Regions from separate parts of the Anolis sagrei genome. Here region 2 is linked to region 1. A link is a contact called in public Hi-C data. All regions are on one chromosome and are shown on one strand. Each heading gives the region's core, a stretch centred on a gene start, on an enhancer-like site or on the middle of the called end of the contact. The rest is flanking DNA. Distances are from core to core; before and after follow the strand shown. Region 1 holds the start of GDAP1 (ganglioside induced differentiation associated protein 1). Region 2 holds the start of LY96 (lymphocyte antigen 96).

Region 1 (5,835 bases), core at 1,957-4,456:
GTATAATGGACAATGAAAACAACATTAAGGAGAAGTACGGAGTGATCACATTTCCTACTTGTTTACAAAAGCTATAGCCAACTGCCAACTTCTCTATAAAGTGGCAACTATAGGGATGGGCCATCCTGCCAGGGCATACAATGTTAGTTTAGGTCAGTGGTTCTCAACCTGTGGGTCCACAGATGTTTTGGCCTTCAACTCCCAGAAATCCTACCAGCTGGTAAATTGGCTTGGGTTTCTGGGAGTTGTAGGCCAAAACACCTGGGGACCCACAGGATGAGAACCACTGGTTTAGCTGGACAGGTACTCTGACTGTAGCTTCCTATGAAAGAAATGGGACTAAGAAAATGATAACCTGTTTGGGAATAATATTTGTCCAGTCCCCCCCCCCCCCCCCCCCGCATATTTCTCTGGCAGCTCATTTTTCTGTACATTTTTCTTTATGCTTTACATTATATTTCCTCCTAAATAAGTACTAAATAAGTATTGAGGATGTAGATAACCATGCAATCATAAAAAACAGACTTCCATGCAATAAGGCAGGGATCCTTAGATCCTTAACTGTTTTAGCAAAACCCACCCCCTCAGTGAAGTTTGCTGCTACCATCATCCTACTAAATTTCAGCAGTGCTGTTAATCTTGTCCCTACATTATTTCAATTTTAAAGCAAGAAAAATGGAAAGCATGTATCCTGTCCTAAACTGAACTGTGCCTCCAGAAGAACAATTAAGCTAGAAATCCAATTCATTTCAAAAACAAGATGTATGCTCTCAGTCCACCTTGTTTTAAAGTTATCTCCCTACACCAGTGGTTCTCAACATGTGGGTCCCCAGATGTTTGGGCCTACAACTCCCAGAAATCCCAGCCAGTTTACTAGCTGGGTTGCTGCAGGGTTTTCGGGCTGTATGGCCATGTTCTAGAAACATGGCCAATATAGCCCAAAAAACCTACAACAACCTAATGATTCTGACCTTTAAAGCCTTCGACAATACAGTTTACCAGCTGTTAGGATTTTTGGGCATTGAAGGCCAAAACATCTGGGGACCCATGGATTGAGAACCACTGCCCTACACCATCCCTACCCCCTGCAACACACTATATTTGCATTAATTGAAATCACACAAGCATTCTGGTTACCATCTGTAAATGTCTCTTCCAAGTAGTCAATAATCTGGTTGGCATCACAAATAATGTTGTCTCTGTGAATGAGCACAGGGACTTCTCCAGATGCATTTAATCGCATAAACCAGGGCTCGTTGTGCTCACTCAGTGGAAGGCTTACATCATGCTCTTCACATTTCAGTCCCTTTTCAGCAATCACCAAACGAACCTAAAAGAAATGACACAGATTCCCATGGAAAATATAGCTGTTTTCCTGTGTTTGTCTTGAGTGTGTGTGTGAGAGAGAGTTAAGACAAAATATTATACTTCCTTTTTATGATACTGACAAACTAATCTAATGTTTGCTGGTTGTCTTTGAATTCATTGAGTAGTTTTCTTGTTTCTCTTATATTGAAAGATGCACTAAACAGTGAACTCTATTACACATCAATGCCATTTTGCCAACCTACAAAGCAGAGCCAGCAGTTCTGGGGGGAAAGGGTGGGATGGTAGAGCAGAAGGCCCAGTCAGTGGCCTGCACAGGGCAGAAAAGGAGCAAAGCAACTTCCCTAATGCCTTCTCCTTGCAGCAGAAACCATAGGCCTCTCTTATGTTTCCACACTTCTATGAGCCAGTGTCCTGCCAGCCCTCCATATTCTCACCCCAGCCCTAGAATACATCCTTTCTGCCCCCAGCTCCTGTCCTCCCACATTTTCAAGGCAAAGTCACAATTCCTTAACCTTTGCTTTCACCCTTTTTCTCCCTTTTGCTGAAATAAATATAAAATTGGCAATGCCCAAACACCAAATTTAGCAATACTCATACAACACAAACATAGATTTTTCTAGGTTGCAGCACATAAATGTAAACAGCAATGATAAAAGAGAGATTTCAAGTGAAAGCCCAAGATAAGACATGCTAATAGCAGCTAGTCCCAAAAGCATGAGAGCCAACTGATGAACCAATTCTCAGCACCTCCCAGGATCAGGACTGCTTCCAGACAGATATAAGGCCCTTCCACACAGCTATCTAACCCAGAATATCAAGGCAGATAATATACAATATCTGCTTTGAACTGAGTTATCTGAGTCCACACTACCATATAATCCCCTACAATGTGGATTTTATACACCTGTGTGGAAGGGGTCCTAAGGAGCAGGAAAGGTGCTGAGAATTGGGACTTGCAGGTGCAACTCGAATGTAGGGGGCTTTTTTTAATATAAAGTAACAAGCAGTGGAAATGGTCTGAAGGGGTGGAAATATGTGTGCTCTGGAATGTTGGACTATGTCTCTGGAAACCAGTGTTTGAACCCTGATAAACTGGTCTGCTGTGGAGGCATGAGTCTAAAAGTGCCATAGACATTGTTAGTTAACATGCCTGCAAAGCGCTAAGTGTGAAAGACTGCTCTGTAATTTCTCTAAATTGGAAGCTCTGGTGATCTATATATTTTTACTACAGCTTCCACAATCCATAATCATCAATCATACTGGTTAGAGGGTGACGGCAGTTATAAGTGAAATTGAGTGAACAATCAAATATTTCCCACTCCTGTGGTAAATAATACCACATAAGAAGAATCATGCAAGTAATGGCTGATCATTTCAGAGTAAACAATAGGCAATGAAAACTGTAAAGGCCGTGAGGCCTGTTTTGAAAACCTTCTGGCCTGTGCCTCAATCCCATTCATTATTTTTCCTTTCCCATCTGTTCTCCCCTCCAGATGTATATCGATTGCTGCATTTAAATAAAGCACATTCTCATTCAAGCACAGCATCTGCCCTTCAAAGTGGGCAAAATGGGTAAAGGGAGCTGTCCAGGTACTGAAACCTTCTATTTCTGGAAGACAATGGGATTAGCCACCCACCTTTTGAGAGCTGAAGGACTGTGTCCAGTGATAGAGGATGAGTTTAGCATCTATCTTGGCATCTACCTCGCTTGGAGGCATTTTGCCCTTGGATTGCTCCTCCTTTTCTTCTGTCATTTCACCGTTTTTCTTTCTGCTCAATTCACTGTTCTGTAACTGTCCCTGTGATTTCCTTTTTTCTCGCTCGCTGCTACTGAGTCTGCTCCAAGGAGAGAGCATGCTCACTGATGGCAGATGAAGCTGCTGCTCTGAAAATACCCTCAGTTTCCCATTGTGTCTGATTACTAGTGAGACGAAGGAAGTGCCAGAGTTGCCCAAGTGTAAATATAGCATCATTTGGAACAGTAATAGAGAAAACCCACAATAAAAACACACACACGAGAGAGAGAGAGAGTTTCTACTATGTCAGACAAGAAATCTGATTCTCAGCAAAAGGAACCTGCTTGCCAGAGAGGTAAACTATATATGCTTTTCACTCACTTATAGATATAGACCAAAATGAGTATCTACAAAGAATGACCCTTTTGAAGCTAAAGTCTAAAATAGGTTTTTCTCTTCCATGTTTAGTTGTTCATTCCTCACACTTCATGCAAGTAATATGATGGCACACTTTGCATTGTGATTAATCTAGTTTGGCTTTGCTCACTCATTTTACATACAATACAATAATTTCCAACAAATGTATATTTCACAGGACAGCATTTGAAGAGCTTCAAGAGAAATGTGTACTGCTCAAAGTATTGTGAAACAGAAATGGAAATAACCTGGCATTGAAAACTTTCTATGTGTATATTTAAGATGTATTCTGTTGTTGCTTTTGGCCATATCCAGACTTAACATATTTGAAATTAAAATAAGACTACCTTTAAAGGAAGATTAATTTCAAAGAAATGAAATAGGTAAAGGTAAAGGTTTCCTCTTGGCATTAAGTCTAGTTGTGTTCGACTCTGAGGGGTGGTATTCATCTCCATTTCTAAGTCGAAGAGCCGCCGTTGTCCGGAGACACCTTCAAGGTCATTTGGCCAGCATGACTGCGTGGAGCATCATTCATAATGAAATAAGTAACTAAAATGTGTAGAAGGTGTATTGATAGATATGCATCTGAACAAGTATAAGTATTAAAAAGAGAATATTAGTGATGCAAAATTTAAAACTTGTGTTGTTGTTCATTCGTTCAGTCATCTCCAACTCTTCGTAACCTCATGGACCAGCCCACGCCAGAGCTCCCTGTCGGCCGTCACCACCCCCAGCTCCTTCAAGGTCAGTCCAGTCACTTCAAGGATGCCATCCATCCATCTTGCCCTTGGTTGGCCCCTCTTCCTTTTACCTTCCACTTTCCCCAGCATAATTGTCTTCTCTAGGCTTTGCTGTCTCCTCATGATGTGGCCAAAGTACTTCAACTTTGTCTCTAGTATCCTTCCCTCCAATGAGCAGTCGGGCTTTATTTCCTGGATCTTCTCACAGTCCAAGGCACTCTCATAACTTGTATAGACCAAATATTAGACTTGGGCTATAGATTAGCAACATTCCACAAATGCAACACAATTATGGAGCTTGTTTCCAGAAAACACCAAATTGATCTGAACAAATTTAACAGGAATATGGGGGGAAATGTGCTGAGGACATGCATTATTTAGCTATAAAATGTAATTTTCCAAGCCCTGTACCAAAGTGATTTGATACATTTTGACAGTTTTGATCTTTATATAATATTCTATTCCTAGCCAACAATTTGCTGCCAACTAAAACTCATTTTTCAATTATTTTTGGATTTGGAACCTTTTGGAAACAAACTACACAATTTACATAGGGACCACCAAATGTAGCACCCAGATATGGATCAAAGAACATGACAGGCACTACAGTCTAATTCAACCAGAGAAGTCAGCCACAGCAGAGCACCTGATGAACTAACCTGGACACAGCATATCATTTGACAACACAGAAGTGTTGGACCACTCTAACAAGACTACACAGATAAGCCATTAAAATCCACAAGCATGTGGACAATTTCAACAGGAAGGAGGAAATCATGAAAATGACAAAAATCTGGCTAACAGTATTTTAAAAATATCTAAAATCAGGACAATAAATAAAGAGGAACACTCAAACAACAGAGGAATTCCAGCCAGGAATCAATCAGGGCCAGCTAACACCTCTCAGCAAAGGATTCCCCAGGAAGTAGCCAGATTTTGAAGCTACAAGGCCATTCAATGGTAATCAAACTGGCCAATTGCAACATTCACACTTGCCTCAAGCAGACAAAGAGTTCTTTCTCCCAATCTGGACATTCCACAGATATATAAACTCCACTTGCCTAGTTTCTAACAGACCTCAAAACTTCTGAAGATGCCTGCCACAGATGTGGGTGAAACGACAGGAAAGAATGCTTCCGGGACATGGCCATACAGCCCAGAAAACTCGCAGCAACCCAAATTACACAATTACTAATTGGCAAGCCTATTACAAAATAAGTATGAAACATGTAATACCAGCTCAAGAATTTCTCATGAACCTATGGTCAATCTTACACAAAATGAAAACATAGTGTAATGTCTCATGAGTCTGGAATTGTTAAAACTAGTAGGCAAAAGACAACTTGTAGTGAAGATATATCCCCAAAGTAACCACAAGAGGTCTCCGTGTTTCCAGAGATGATTGGGAAACCTTCATTTGTTGAATTGTTGCTTCCTCCTGGTAAGTTCTAAAGTGAAGAATGACTCTTGTTCTAGATCAGTAGTTCTCAACCTGTGGGTCCCCAGGGGTTTTGGCCTACAATTCCCAGAAATCCCAGCCTACCAACTGTTAGGATTTCTGGGAGTTGAAGGCCAAAACATATGTGGATCTACAGATTGAAAACAACTAGATG
Region 2 (5,890 bases), core at 1,716-4,215, 140 kb after region 1:
TACATTCTTATTATAGAAGTTTTCTGCAGAGAAGCAGTTCCCATTTTAAGCAAACTCTGCTATTTAATTGAAGCAATGGCTTTCGTGTGAAGGGTGGGAGTTATATAAGTTGTCCATGGACTGTATGAATTTTCACCTCAACTTAGCTCTCATTCTCCAGGCTTAAAGGCTCAGTTGGAGCCAGGGAGGGTTTGTGCCCTATGCTGTCATTATTCCTGATGCTTCTGTGGCCACATCATGAAAAGGTTGCTTTATAGTGAGTCACATTTTGTTCTCATGGAACCATACACTATACACTGTATTGTCTGTCATTAGCAGTGACTCTCCAGTCTCCACATTCTCAAACAAAAATCTTTCCCAACTGTGCTGCATAAATACTTTCTTCCAAAATCACCAGGGATTCAACTAGGAATGCTGTGCATGCAAGATATGCTTCCTACGCTATTGAACAATGACCCATCCCTTGGTTAAATTATCCTTCTGAGTTAGGATACTGTTATTCCAATCTGAGTGAAAGCAACTTGCCTATGGCTATTGAGACAGCCTGTCTTGTTATAGAACTGGGTGTAATTCCAGGTTTCTCCAAGAGTTCTTTCAGTGTAGAACACTGGGACACATTACTCCTTTGGCACAAGCTTTATTGCTGGTAAAGCAATGATTCAACAAATGGTTGACAACAGAGAAGCTTTTCAATCTTTTCATTAATGGGGTCCATCATTCCCTCACAGCCAATGGTTGCACTGGGCCCCAAACAAGTTCTACTTAGCAATCAAATTCTCGATCCATCAGATATATGGCAAATTTGGGTTTGGATGCACTCCACCCAGTGGAAGATGGACTCTCAAGGGTTCATCTGTAGAAGAAAACTTTCAAAACTACAGTGCCCAAGCACAATACATCTCTTTCCCCAGTCAATTACTGTAAGAACTATGTCACATTGTAAACAACAGAGGAAAATTAATTCTCTCGCCCATTCCCAGCCTTCATATCTTTTTCCCAACCTCAAACTGTTAAGCTAATCCCAAAAAAAGTATCAAACAAGGTGACTGACACAAGTTGACTCTTTCACTACAATGGATCACTATTGATATTTGCCATGATCCTGAGAAGGCCTTCGACTCCTGGTGGCAGAAACCAATTCATTACACAGTCTGAAGGGCAAATCATGGCACGCATTTGAGTAGACAGTCTGCATATGAGGCAGAGAGTGAAGCAGACATTCTGCTGGCACATTTTTCATTGTGTGTGTACAGGTAGATAGACACATCACTGGTCTCTATGAAGTTTTGCTGTAAATGCCACTTAAGGTGAGGGCTTGCTCTAAGGGCCATGGTGGTGCAATTGTGCTGCTAAACTGCTGACCTGAAGATTGGCAATTCGAATCCACGAGACAGGGTGAGTTTCTGCTGTTAGCCCTAGCTCCTGCCACCCTAACAGTTCAAAAACATGCAAATGTGAATAGATCAATAGGTACTGCTTTGACAAAAAAAGGCAAAAGGATGCTCCAAGCAGTCAAAGGGATGCTCTACAACAGTGGTTCTCAACCTGTGGGTCCCCAGGTGTTTTGGCCTACAATTCCCAGAAATCCCAGCCAGCTTGTCAGCTGTTCGGATTTCTGGGAGTTGAAGGCCAAAATATCTGGGGACCCACAGATTGAGAACCACTGCTCTAGGAGGTGTCTATGGACACAGGCTCCTCAGCTTGAAAATGGAGAAAGAGCACTTCCCCCAGAGCCGGAGATAAGCACCACCTCCAGAAGCTGGAAATGAAAGAAGTATTTGTATTTGTCTGTGTGTTAGTGTCTCATTGTATGTCATTGTAATAAGGCACTGAATGTTTACCTATGTTTGCTTATATACTGCAATCCACTCTGAGTCCCCTCAAGGAGAAGGGTGGAATATAAATATATTATTATTATTATTATTATTATTATCATCATCATCATCATTATAGATACAATGTAGGTTGGGTTGCATACAGTGCAGCCCATTGGCTACATGAACCCTTCTCAAATGGCCTTTCTAGTTTCCCCAAATTTCCCTTAGTTTTACCATTACTCCCTAGGAATTGTTTTAGGTCCAGGATCCACCTTTCAAAAGCATCCTTTTGAAGTCTTACAGGGGATCATGGTCACAGAATTCATGGTAGCTGCTCACCTTGGAACAGAAGGGGCAGGATTAACAACCCAGCAATAGCATATTTTGGTTTCTTGTAATAAATAGTACCAGTAATTTTTGTTAATTTTTTTTTAAAAAAACTACCTGTATTCTACTGAGACAAATCGCAACCTCAGGGAGATAATGTTTGTTGGAAAAATGATGCACGTATACAGTTATTTCCTAGCCATCAGGCAATAGCAGAGTTGCAAACTGAATCATATTTATCCAAACTGCACTTTGAAAATATTTTTTTAAATATTAGAAATGCCCAAAGGGAGTATCTGTGAAACTCAGCACAAACAACCTTGGCCTTAAGTCGGCTGAGCTAAATGCAAAAGGTCTCAAATTATATTAGGAGCAAGAAGCAAACATTCAATCTCTCTATTAAATGTGTGTGTTTGTGTATAAACAGGCAGTTGAGTTGGTTGATGAAATGTTGAGGCATTTGTTTATTACTCTGCAGGTGAAAAGCAAGTTCCATTTCTGAGTAAATGCTGCAACAGCATATGCATCGGCAAGACTACAATGTCCCATCAGGGGCTTTAATTAGAGGGAGAGACAAACTGTTGCTTCTGCAAACATTTTTAAATCAAAGCAATCTGATGTTTCTACTTACCGCAGGAGGAAAATAAAATGTCTAGGTCATCTGATCTGCAAAGCAGGTGTTTTTCCCCTGCCGCAGTAAATCCACAAACAGAAAGGATCAAAATAGCAAGCGGGGACATGTTTACTTATCTTTAAACCATTTTAAGAGAAGACAAAGAGAGGGCTATGCTAGATTGCTTCACTTTCTGTTAAGAGGAACAAAGCCACTCTTAGTCATCCTCAGACACGTGGTTTCTGCAATTGGGGAAGAACATTTATTCTAAAACAAATATATGATTTAAATATCTGAAAACATTTCCTCCCCTTGATTTGTTTTTTTCAGAAGAATGTTGCATTATCACCTGTGTGAAATTTCCTATGTGTAAAGCTGCATTTGTGGTTTTCCACAAATAAATTGTAATAGGGTGACTTTGCTATTAACATTTCAGGTGGAAAGCAATGAAGGAAGTGAAAGATTACACCCAAAACATGTAAATTTACTGAGCAAGAAATACTGCCAGTTAGAAATGTTTGGCTGATAAAACACAGTGAACCAGCGCCATTGTATCTCTTGTGCTCATAACTATACAAATATTTATATTTTCCCTAAAGAGATCTATATAAAAAAATCGCTGCAGGAAAATATTCTTACTGTGAAAATTATGAAATGTACTAAGTCATATCAGTGAAAAGTACTATATTTCTTTCAAAAAACCTTGGTCTTTAAAACAAATCCCTGAGCACACATTTCCTCTTGCAACTATAACTTGCAGGGATCACACAATACAATGGTTATCAATGCTACTCGTTGTTGCATTGATAATGTCACACTGGCAAAATCAAAGCAGGCACAAACTTTTTAGTTCATTAGCTTTATCTTGCATTTTATAAACATGGTTGATACATTTTTTTAGGATCCATCAATGTTGTAAGTCAGGGAACGAGTCCCTCTAGTGGCATCTATAGAAAGAAGCTCTTTTACACACACAGAAACCCTTGAGAATTCCTTGCAACTCATTTTTCAGAATAATTTAAAACACCAACTGGAAAACCTCCTACATAATTAAATGATACTTGGAGTATATTTTTTCTGGATTATATCCATTATATAGAAATTAATCCCCAGTGGTTTTAGTAGAACTCACTTAGCATCAATACATTTGCAGTAATCAGAGTATCATAGTAGTACTTTTGGTTTGTTGTTGTGTCATTTCTGACTTTTGGTGACTCTAGGTCGAACATATCATGGGGATAACTTGACATAATTTGTTCAGATTATTTGCTGTTGGCTTCCACCGAAGGCAAGAGAGTGTGACCTGTCCAAGATCACCCAGTAAGTTTTCTGTGCCAGAATGAGAATTCAAAGCAGGGTCTCATCCAAGACTCAAACCACTACACCATGCTGGTGCAGTGCTTTGTATACTAAATGCTGGACCAGATAGGATTTTAGTTTGATTTTAGCATCTCTTTTTATCTCCATGGTATTATCCTGAAATACATTTGGTGTTTCAGGAAAATCTAGGGAGATAAAAACTAAGACATACTGAACCATAATAATAATAATAATAATAATAATAATAATAATAATAATAATAATAACAACAACAACAACAACTTCATTTATATCCTGCCACCATCTCCCAAAAGGGACTCAGGGCAGAATAAAATCCTATCTGGTCCAGCATTTACAGTGTGTCCAACCAGAGTGTCCGTTTTTGGAATCGCAAAGTATCATAAAGTGTTCATTTGTTTTAACCATCATAATGTTATCAAAAAGACCATCACTTCTAAACAGACAATATGACCTTATATGTGCACTTTCATAGCAGCATTATGTCCAGTGTAGCAAAAGTTTAAATCTGTTATGTGGATAAGAGTTCACTTAATGACAGTTATAGGAAATGTTATTCTTCGTTGGCCTGCATGAATTTGTACATTGTATACATTCATCCAGCTATAGCAAAACAATGGATAAAGTTATAGTTTAGCACTACATGAACACTACTAAAATTATATTCTACATCCATATGTATTGTACTCTGGCTGAGACTTCAAGAACCTTAAGACTCCACAGCATCTTAAGTGCATTAAGTGCAGAGGTGAGAACTATGCTATCCTTCAAATGTTGCTGGATTGCAAATTCCAGCAGCTCTAGCAAGCGTAGTCAATGGTAAGGAAGTGTAGTCAATGGTAGGGGCTGCAGTCCCAAGGACTATGATTCACAACTATGGCAAAGCCCTGAATTGATTTATTCCTATTTCTAATTTGTTTTTCATTCCACTGCTTTTTTATCTGACTTCTTTCATTTCTATATTCTATTTTTTGCTTTTATTTTGGACACTGGCCACAGAATTTCAATTACTGGGCAAAGAAAGGTGATACATCCAGTTATGCTATACATCTGTTGGTCTTTTAAGTCTCATTGTGGTTAATGCAGTTGTAATGCCAGCCATTCAGAACATCATTCATTAATTGTAAGCAAAAGGTGCCATTTAGGCTTTACATTGCAGTGTGTGGAATATCTACATATTGATTTTGTTAGTTAAAACAGGCAATAAACACTCTAATACTAAACGGTTCTATTTGGTAGCAAATTTCCCAAATCTATATTGAGCTGAGCGTTGGTTGATCTGGAAATCTGAATTTCAAATGGCTCTTCTGCTATTCCGAGTTTTCTGACATCTGCCATTCACATGTCACAATTTCAAAATGGCATGTAAGAGCTCTGTTCTACCATACGTGAAGCTTCTCAGGAAGAGGTGGAAACAAGCCCTCAATACAACTAAACCTGAAAGCTTCGGGTGAGTTTATGCATGAGGGAGGTGTGAATATGTGTGTGTGTTTCAAGAATATGCACAGAAGATATTGCTGTAACAAAACAACTTTGGTTGGCAAAGTTCTTAGAGAGAAGAAGGCATAAACAGATGCCAAAAGTAAAGGCAGTTTAAGGAGACAAGTGAGATGTGTGTAATTGGAAGAGGGACTTTCCTAAAGTGTCCTTGCCTGCCCCCTAATGTTTGAGACCCACAAACCAATATTTAGAACAGAAAGTTCAAACATAAGTGAATCATGTAAACCCTTGTCATGATCACCTTCCACCTGGAAATGTGTATCTTCATTGTGACAGGCCATGTGAGTCCAAAATC

The links. A called contact is a pair of places that touch in the nucleus more often than the background predicts.
Region 2: a Hi-C map of mixed tissue shows a contact between it and region 1, with 12 times the contacts expected there. The contact joins the promoter of LY96 here to the promoter of GDAP1 in region 1. A contact is called at or near these places in 2 of 2 Hi-C or Micro-C datasets (both in mixed tissue).

What each region holds. Positions count from the first base shown.
Region 1 is chr4:42,261,648-42,267,482 of rAnoSag1.mat, forward strand. GDAP1 (ganglioside induced differentiation associated protein 1) reads right to left here and starts at 3,207. Exons shown (of 6, transcript XM_060775498.2): 1 at 2,967-3,207; 2 at 1,138-1,330. The coding sequence starts at 3,185.
Region 2 is chr4:42,402,765-42,408,654 of rAnoSag1.mat, forward strand. It overlaps LY96 (lymphocyte antigen 96), which reads right to left and starts at 2,966. Exons shown (of 5, transcript XM_060771687.2): 1 at 2,776-2,966. The coding sequence starts at 2,884.